2 separate regions of the Mus musculus genome follow, and region 2 is linked to region 1. The links are chromatin contacts, called in public Hi-C maps. All regions are on one chromosome and are shown on one strand. The core of a region is the stretch at or near the end of the contact, and the rest is flanking DNA. Distances in the headings are between cores, read along the strand shown. Region 1 has its middle 250 kb from the start of Pvt1. Region 2 has its middle 40 kb from the start of Gm41333.

Region 1 (4,240 bases), core at 764-3,263:
TAAAACATAAGAATCATGAGGTACGTATATTACAATCACTGTTTGATTGAATGATTTCCACGGCCATTCTAAGAACCATTTATTACTTGGTGCTGCTAAGGAAGACCATGCTTGCCCAGGATGTCAGGAGACTATGGCAAACTGTTAGAATACCCTCTCTCCTGAACAATAACAGAAACATTCGTCCAGTTTCCCCTTCTCTTTTTTGTAGCTTTGATGTAGTCAGTGGCCCATCTGCTAGCCTACTCTCTTTGGTCCTGATCATTCTGATCTGGTTGTGATGGTAGTTCTTTGCCAGTTGAGGACTCCTTTTTTTCTCAACTGGTCATTTTGGTTGCTCTCTCAGACTTTAGCACCATGTTGTGTAGCTCAGGACGCCCCATTCCGCAAAGGAACCTGCCAGTCTACCTAGGGGATTGCACTACCATTTCAGTGTGACCAAAAGTAAGAGAATAGAAGTCAATGCTGGACAGAATGTCACCATATTTGACATTCCTTCTTGATGGGAGAGCAGTGCTGCCAACAGAATTTGCTCCCCAGCCCGTCCTGGGGTGGGAGCAATTGGTGGCAGTCACGGGCAATTGGCAATGCCAAGTCACGAAACAAGTAAATTGTGTTGCAAACCTTCGAGATTGGCTGTATGACCACCACATCTGCTCTGCAAGGAAACACCCATCTCTACATCATAATGTGAGATTGGCTTGTGCAGAATGGCTTTTCAGCCCAAAGCTCCATATGGAAATAGTATGTTTGACATGCTGAAAGTTTAGATCCATAGTCCAGTATCACTGCCTTGACTCGAAATATGTTATCCTCCAAGGTTTGAAAGTGTGAAAATTGGAAAAATTAGCTTATCATAAAAGGTAAATGATTTTCTTTGTAACACGTTTGCATATATCACCATTTGTTGACCACCCCCCACTGGTCTCACCTGTCTCTCTGTACATCACATATATTTTATTATCCTCTCTTAGTGCGTCTCCTACTTCCTTTCCCTCCCCTTCAGGGCATCTCCATAGTCTCCTTTCTACCTTTGTGCCTTACAGAATACCTGTATGTATGTGTGTTAAGTGTTGCTTTAAAACCATAACAATCATACTGCTACTGCCCAGAGCAGTGAATGCTCTGCCAAATTATCTTATTTGGTTTTCGACAAAAGCCTCACGAGGCAGGTAGTTTAATTTCCACTTCCCAGACTAATAAAAAACAGAAGTTCAGGACTGTTCCGTAATGCATTCACAACCACACATGCAAGGAGAGGGTCAAGATTGAAGCCAGCATTCCTCTCGTGCACAGACCCTAATCTCATTACTTTTTACTCATGCATTTCCTCCCCGAGCTGGATACTAACCAGCTGAGCCACATACCTTACTCAACAGCGATGGCTGCAAATACTTTTGTCTGCTTATATGTAAAGCAAGCTACTTAGGAGACAGTGAAAATGACATTAGACATAATACAGAGGCAGAGTCTGTGTGCAACTGTGTCTTGAATGCTTAGATGAGATGTTTTCGTTTCTGTATGCTAGGATCTACAAAATGCATCCCGTTGCTTGAGCCCACTTGTTACGAGGACCTATTCACAGTAGTCACTCAGCTGTATCAAAAGGTCATGAAAAACATCCTGTGGAAAGGCTTTTTTTTTTTTTTTTTTTTTTTTTTTTTCTGGGCAGAGGATCTAGAGTATTTATGAGTCACTTGAAGGCTCTGTTTCCCTCTAGAGATGAGACATTCTAATTCTCCCATCTGTTGAGTTTGACTTACCACTTTCCCCAGAGGAGTCTTGGAGGCAAGGAGAAATCATGCTGACTAAATGGTGGTTGAAATTTGTAGGGTGACTGTTCAGTTTAGCAGAGAATAACTAGAAGGCACACTGTATCACCGCATTTGAAAAATCATTAAAAATGTTCCTGCTTCACATTCCTGTGGCTCCTTAAACTCAACCCTCCAGAGGACCTTCCTCCCTCCCCCTGCCAGCTAAAGCTGTGTCATTCTGAGCTGTGGCTATTGGTCATTTCCTGTCTCATCCATCCAAATGCTTGTTTTATTATGACTGCCATGAGAATGGGCTCTGAGCTAGGGACTGGGTTTCACAGCCATTGGCGGATGTGTTTCCTCCAATGTGGGAGCAGAGGGAAAGAATGCGGGATTCGCCTTCAGGAACCTGCATGCAGTCACCAGCTCTCTGCTAGCACTTGTGCTCATGGGTGTACTACTCAAGCATGTCTCTTTCAAACTGTATTTCTTTTTTGAGTACTTAGAATATATTAGTCCTCTGCTAGATATTGGGAACTGGAAGTACACAAAAATACAATAAAAATAGATCCTCCTATTTTTAGAATTCTGCTCTGATGGGAGACATAAAGTACACTAATAAAATTAGTACAGATGTATGTTGGTAAAATGTATGCTTTGCATGTGCTAATTTAGAGAAGGAAGCATGGGGTTTTGCATAGTATAGTTTTCTATATTAGACAACTATAATGACATGAAATCAGCTTTAAAATAAGCCTTTCTCCACTCCTTTCTTTCCCTTTCCCTCTCTCCCTTTCTCTGATCATCAAGTTCTGTCAATGTATCTGGTAGTGTTGATGTTTATTTTTTTAAAAAATTAAGATCTTTTTTTTTTACTTCATTTAAAGTGTCTGAGATTTTGGCCTTCAAGTATGTACGTGAATTCCTTGCTCATGCCGATGGGTGGTTGTCAGCCACCCTCTGAGTGCTGGGAACTGATCATGGATCCTCTTCCGGAGCAGGAAACAGACTTAACTCTTGAGCTGTGTCTCTAGCTCCCTTGATATGTATTTTGCTAAATAGTAATGGAGACATTCATGCTTGCTTCTGCTTACTAGCATGATAACTTTTGTATTCATTCATCTTTTCTCAGTTTGTATCTTAGTATCAAGTACGTGTCTTATATGAAGGATACAGTCATTCCTTGGGTGCCCTTTGCTTGGAATCTTTAGTGGGTTCAGAGAATGTAATTGTTGGTTTGGTTAGATTCGGGTTAGCCATATGGCTCCATGCTCTGCCATTCATCTCAGGCACTCACTTTCTGTGTTCTCATTTGTCAGGAACTTTTCAGCATTTAATATCTTACTCCGCCTCGTGCTTATATTTCTTTGGTGGTTTTCTAGTGATTATTTTCTAGGAATTATAGTTTGCTTCTTTGAGTTAATGTTGAACGAGGAAACCTGTTTTTATTCCACTTTCAGTTTTGAAAGAAGAGACTTGGTTCATGATTTGGCTTTTCCCTTCCTTTATCTTCCTGTCTCCCTCTGTCTTTCTTTCTTTTTTTTTTAATTTTTAATTTTATTTATTTTTGTTTTTGTGCCCCTTTCTCTATTCTTCATATGTTGAATCTAAGACCTAGTACATGTTAGTCAAGCAGTCTATCACCAAATTACATCACACGCTTGATAATTTTTGTATTATAGATCTTTTTCTTCTTTCTTCTTCTTTCTCCTCCTTCTTCTTCTTCTCCTCCTTTTCCTCCTTCTCCCCCCTCCTCTTTTTTTTTTAGTGGTACTTTCAAGTACTGTCCCAGTATTTTCTGATTCTCATAGTTTTAGATGTGACATCAGCCATCAGTTTTATCTGTGGGCTCCTTCGTAGCATGTACACTTTGACCTCTCTTGGAGCATTTGTCTAAGTCAGACACATTGCACCACATAGATTTGCAAGATGGGGAGATTTAGCATTTCATTTGGGCTCTTACAGTCAGTCTGAATTTCTTAAACTTTTTGTATGTGATGTTTATTCCCAGTCTTTCATCTATGTAAACTAATAAAGTCTCTTTTAACCAAAGCCAGTTTGAACTGTTTTTTTTTTATTGCAACCCAAAGGACCCTGATTAAAAACTAATAATTTGTCCTGCTCAGCTCCTGTGTAGTCATCACTACCACTGACCCTTGCCATGCCCCACAAATGTGAGACCCCAAGTAGCACAAAATACTTCTAGTCCCCAGTACAAGTTAGCCTAAGGGAACTGAAGGGACTTCTTGCTTACTCTCAACCCACTCACCTGGTTCATGTCTAGATTTCATATCTTGGTTCATCTCTATCCACAGTTGGCATTGTGACCCACACCAGATCAACACTGTAAACTCCTTCTCACTATTCTTTTATTCTCTGCTCTCTCTTAGAGCTCTTCCAGGCTCTGGGTTCTCTTCGGTCCCCTGCCTGTGGTCTTAGGGAATCATATGCTTTCTGGAAAGAAGCTACAACTTCCTGAATTGAGT
Region 2 (4,240 bases), core at 936-3,435, 340 kb after region 1:
ACTCCTTCCACGGGTGTTTTGTTCCCATTTCTAAGAAGGGGCAAAGTGTCCACACTTTGGTCTTCATTCTTTTTGAATTTCATGCGTTTAGCAAATTGTATCTTATATCTTGGGTATCCTAAGTTTGGGGCTAATATCCACTTATCAGTGAGTACATATTGTGAGAGTTCCTTTGTGATTGGGTTACCTCATTCAGGATGATGCCCTCCAGGTCCATCCATTTGCCTAGGAATTTCATAGATTCATTTTCTTAATAGCTGAGTAGTACTCCATTGTGTAAATGTACCACATTTTCTTTATCCATTCCTCTGTTGAGGGGCATCTGGGTTCTTTCCAGCTTCTGGCTATTATAAATAAGGCTGCTATGAACATAGTGGAGCATGTGTCCTTCTTACTGGTTGGGACATCTTCTGGATATATGCTCAGGAGAGGTATTGCAGAATCCTCCGGTAGTACTATGTCCAATTTTCTGAGGAACCACCAGACTGATTTCCAGAGTGGTTGTACAAGCTTGCAATCCCACCAACGATGGAGGAGTGTTTCTCTTTCTCCACATCCTCGCCAACATCTGCTGTCACCTGAGTTTTTGATCTTAGCCATTCTGACTGGAGTGAAGTAGAATCTCAGTGTTGTTTTGATTTGCATTTCCCTGATGATTAAGGATGTTGAACATTTTTTCAGGTGCTTCTCAGCCATTTGGTATTCCTCAGGTGAGAATTCTTTGTTCAGCTCTGAGCTCCATTTTTTAATGGGGTTATTTGATTTTCTGGAGTCCACCTTCTTGAGTTCTTTATATATATTGGATATTAGTCCCCTATCCGATTTGGGATAGGTAAAGATCCTTTCCCAATCTGTTGGTGGTCTTTTTGTCTTATTGACGGCGTCTTTTGCTTTGCAGAAGCTTTGCAATTTTATGAGGTCCCATTTATCGATTCTCGATCTTACAGCACAAGCCATTGCTGTTCTATTCAGGAATTTTTCCCCTGTACCCATATCTTTGAGGCTTTTCCCTACTTTCTCCTCTATAAGTTTCAGTGTCTCTGGTTTTATGTGGAGTTCCTTAATCCACTTAGATTTGACCTTAGTACAAGGGAGATAGAAATGGATCAATTTGCATTGTTCTACATGATAACCGCCAGTTGTGCCAGCACCATTTGTTGAAAATGCTGTCTTTTTTCCACTGGATGGTTTTAGCTCCCTTGTCAAAGATCAAGTGACCATAGGTGTGTGGGTTCATCTCTGGGTCTTCAATTCTGTTCCATTGGTCTACTTGAGTCTCACATTTCTTAATGAAATGTCACAAATATTTGTATATCATTTTTGTTACATTAGTATTATATATAATCTAGAGATATTTTAAGTTTGAAAGAGAATATGAAGAGTATATGTAGATGTTCATAGTGTGTGTGTGTGTGTGTGTGTGTGTGTGTGTGTGTGTGTGTGTGTGTAGGAGATTTGAATGTATGGCCTGGGAACCTATAGAGTATTCTAGAAACAATCCCCCATGGATGCTTCAAAGTCTTATGAACTAACATCTCTGAATGTCAAGAAAACTCAAAAACTTATTTGAGAAGAAAGACTGAATAATCAGTTATGTATTTGCTGAAGAAATGATAATGTTTTTCTCTGGGCAATTAGACTTAAGATCTCTAAGGTCTTACAAGTCCAGACATTTTAACCAAATAAGAATCCCTTGTTCTTAAAAATGGGGAATGACTGTAAAAATCTGAGAACATAACTCTTGCCACATTCTTTCTTGTGGCCTTTGTTAGTCTCAAAAGCTTTACATTGAATTAGATATTTGGTAAATAGTTCTTAATAAATATATATTTGTTGTTAAATGCCAACATACGGTCAATGTCTATATAGCTTTTATAAAATAGGCAAAGTATTAATTTTATCATACAGGTAATAAGATTTAGTCAGAGGGAATTCAAATATACAGGCATAAGTGGGCACTGGGTACATGGTGATACTTTAGTTACCCTACCATAGTGACTCCTCTTAATTTCCTCTTAACTTAATTTCCTCTAGTGTGTTGGGCTTGACAGTCACAGCTGTCAGGAATATGAAGATTTTTGTTGTTCTTGTTTATCATGAGCCACGTTTGCTGCTTTAACCCTTTACACTCTTATAACACCAAGACAAATGGCTGACCCTGACAAGCACTTGTCAAGTAAATATCAATGAGAAACGTATAAAACCACTTAGTGGGCTCACAGGAGTTTCCCTAAGTGAATCAGAGGAAACAGAGAAAGGGACATCTAGCTGCCCATTAGCACACACTTTGAAGAGTCACAGATGTGATACCTTATAAAGTAGATTTGCATTCATTAAAGGTCACTTTCTGCTGAGTATTTGCACTTAACATGTAAGACATGAGAAGGCCTCTCTACCTCGTTCCTCCAATTTGTCTGCTCCATGATCAATATTGAAGTCTAGACAAAGACAACTGTAGGAACTTATCACTGCTTAATTCTCCATAAGATTGACTGGACTTCCTGGACATCTGGAGTTAGCAGCAGTGAGCTGTGTGCAGGAGTGACAAATGTCCTTATGACACATGAAGATTCAGTTATGGAACAGAATGCTTCCTGTTATTTTTATTGGCCATTCTACTGAGATCTTCCAGAGAGAAGTTTGTTTCTTACCAAATAAAAGAAATGCTACAGGGCTGAGTCATGGAGTTCAGTTCTTGAGAAAAGTCAGGGATGCATTTATCACATCACACTCTGTTAATGGTCTTGAAGCATCCTCTTCCTGCTAGGATCCCCATCTTCCATGGAGCCCCTTGCCTTCCATCTAAAATGCTGCTCAGTTTCTGTCATGTGTGGTAAAGTTATCTTTATGCTAGAGGTTTACGAAACCCCCTGGGATAGTCTCTGTGGAAAAACACAGCCAAGTTGTCCATTCTGCCTCCTGATTCTTACACATCCCTTACTATAGTTTCTTTTAAACATAGGGCTTCAAGAGGCCCAGGATCTACCCATTCCTTAAACTGTAGCCTGATGATGATCATTTACCCTTGATTCTCCTGCCTCTATCACCTACTAACTGCTGGAATTATAGATGTGTACCACCAAGCACAAGTGTCTCTTGTTTTGTCTATAGTACCTGTAAATGTGCCTCCATGTCACCTTTACTAAGTTTTAATTTAGAGCTAGGTTTTACATATTTAATTTCTTTCCCTCTTAATATTAATTTCTGTATTTGTGCAGACTAGTTTCTTTGGGCCCCATCTTAAGTACATATGGATATTTCTCTTATTTAGTAAAAGTGTATTTATAATTGCCTATATTTCAGACATTGTTCTAGCTAACCTTTTGCAGATACAATGCAATGAGAGGGAAATCTCTTTCATGGATCTGTTGATTTATTTGCAGGAGAAAAAATAAGCATATGAATTAAATAAGCAAGATAAGAAGCTTAAAGATAGACCTCTGTGGTGGGCATCAGTGGAGCAGAGAGTTGACCAGCAAAAGAGAACGTGATCAGGTAAATAAAGGATAAAAATCTAAAGGGCAAAGGCAAGGCAAATGAAATCAAGGAGAAAGAACTTGCTTTCCATGTTTGAAGAAATTTATGAGGCCAATATGGCACAGCCAGGAGTAGGAGAGAAGCTGGAGTTGTAACTCAGGGTTCTGATCTGATTCAACTATGTAAATTCCCTGAATCTTGTCCAAGGCTACACAACAATGAAACAGGAAAGTTCACTTTCAAAGCCAGGCAAGCCTGAGATTCTTCCTCAAATTTCATCATTTTCAAATGGTATAAGTAGATTAATATCTTTCATGTAAAGTAGATAGACCATTGCCTATGTGGTTTGAGTATGAGTGTTCTCCATAGGCTCATGTGTTGAATCCTAGATCCTTGGCTGATGGAGTTACTGTGGGAAGTGGTAGAGACTTAGGAGGTGAGGTATAGCTAGGGCAAGGTCACTTAGAATGAGACCTTGGGGGTATCTTGTTCCTGGACCCTTTCTGTCTACTCCTCTGCTTCTTGCCTTTTGTAAGGTTGCATTGCTGCCACAAATGACAGTTCCCACGATATCTTCTTATGTGTGTGGGGCTATAAGGCTGTGTGAATTTCTGAAACTGTGGGTCAAATGAATATTTTCTCCCTTAAGGTATTAATGTTAATCATACTATTATAATGACAAAGAAGATAGCTACTTTGTTGCCAAGAGAAGCAAAAAAACAAAAACGCACACAAAGGACACACATACACACAAAGACATACA

Evidence for each region. A called contact is a pair of places that touch in the nucleus more often than the background predicts.
Region 2: a Hi-C map of the N1E-115 cell line shows a contact between it and region 1, with 2.6 times the contacts expected there. The contact joins two enhancer-like sites. A contact is called at or near these places in 1 of 15 datasets of contacts at CTCF or cohesin (the NIH/3T3 cell line), 1 of 484 Hi-C or Micro-C datasets (the N1E-115 cell line) and 1 of 115 datasets of contacts at active chromatin or transcription factors (CD8 T cells).

The regions. Positions count from the first base shown.
Region 1 is chr15:62,285,483-62,289,722 of GRCm38.p6, forward strand. No RefSeq gene overlaps it. Among named protein-coding and RNA genes, the nearest start is that of Pvt1, 250 kb to the left of the region's middle. Within about 2 kb of position 2,014, at least 75 of the 459 cell types and tissues checked have an H3K27ac peak or open chromatin away from gene starts, as enhancers often do. A contact at or near this core is called in the N1E-115 cell line, where this site is marked.
Region 2 is chr15:62,626,581-62,630,820 of GRCm38.p6, forward strand. No RefSeq gene overlaps it. Among named protein-coding and RNA genes, the nearest start is that of Gm41333, 40 kb to the right of the region's middle. Within about 2 kb of position 2,186, at least 10 of the 459 cell types and tissues checked have an H3K27ac peak or open chromatin away from gene starts, as enhancers often do. A contact at or near this core is called in the N1E-115 cell line, where this site is marked.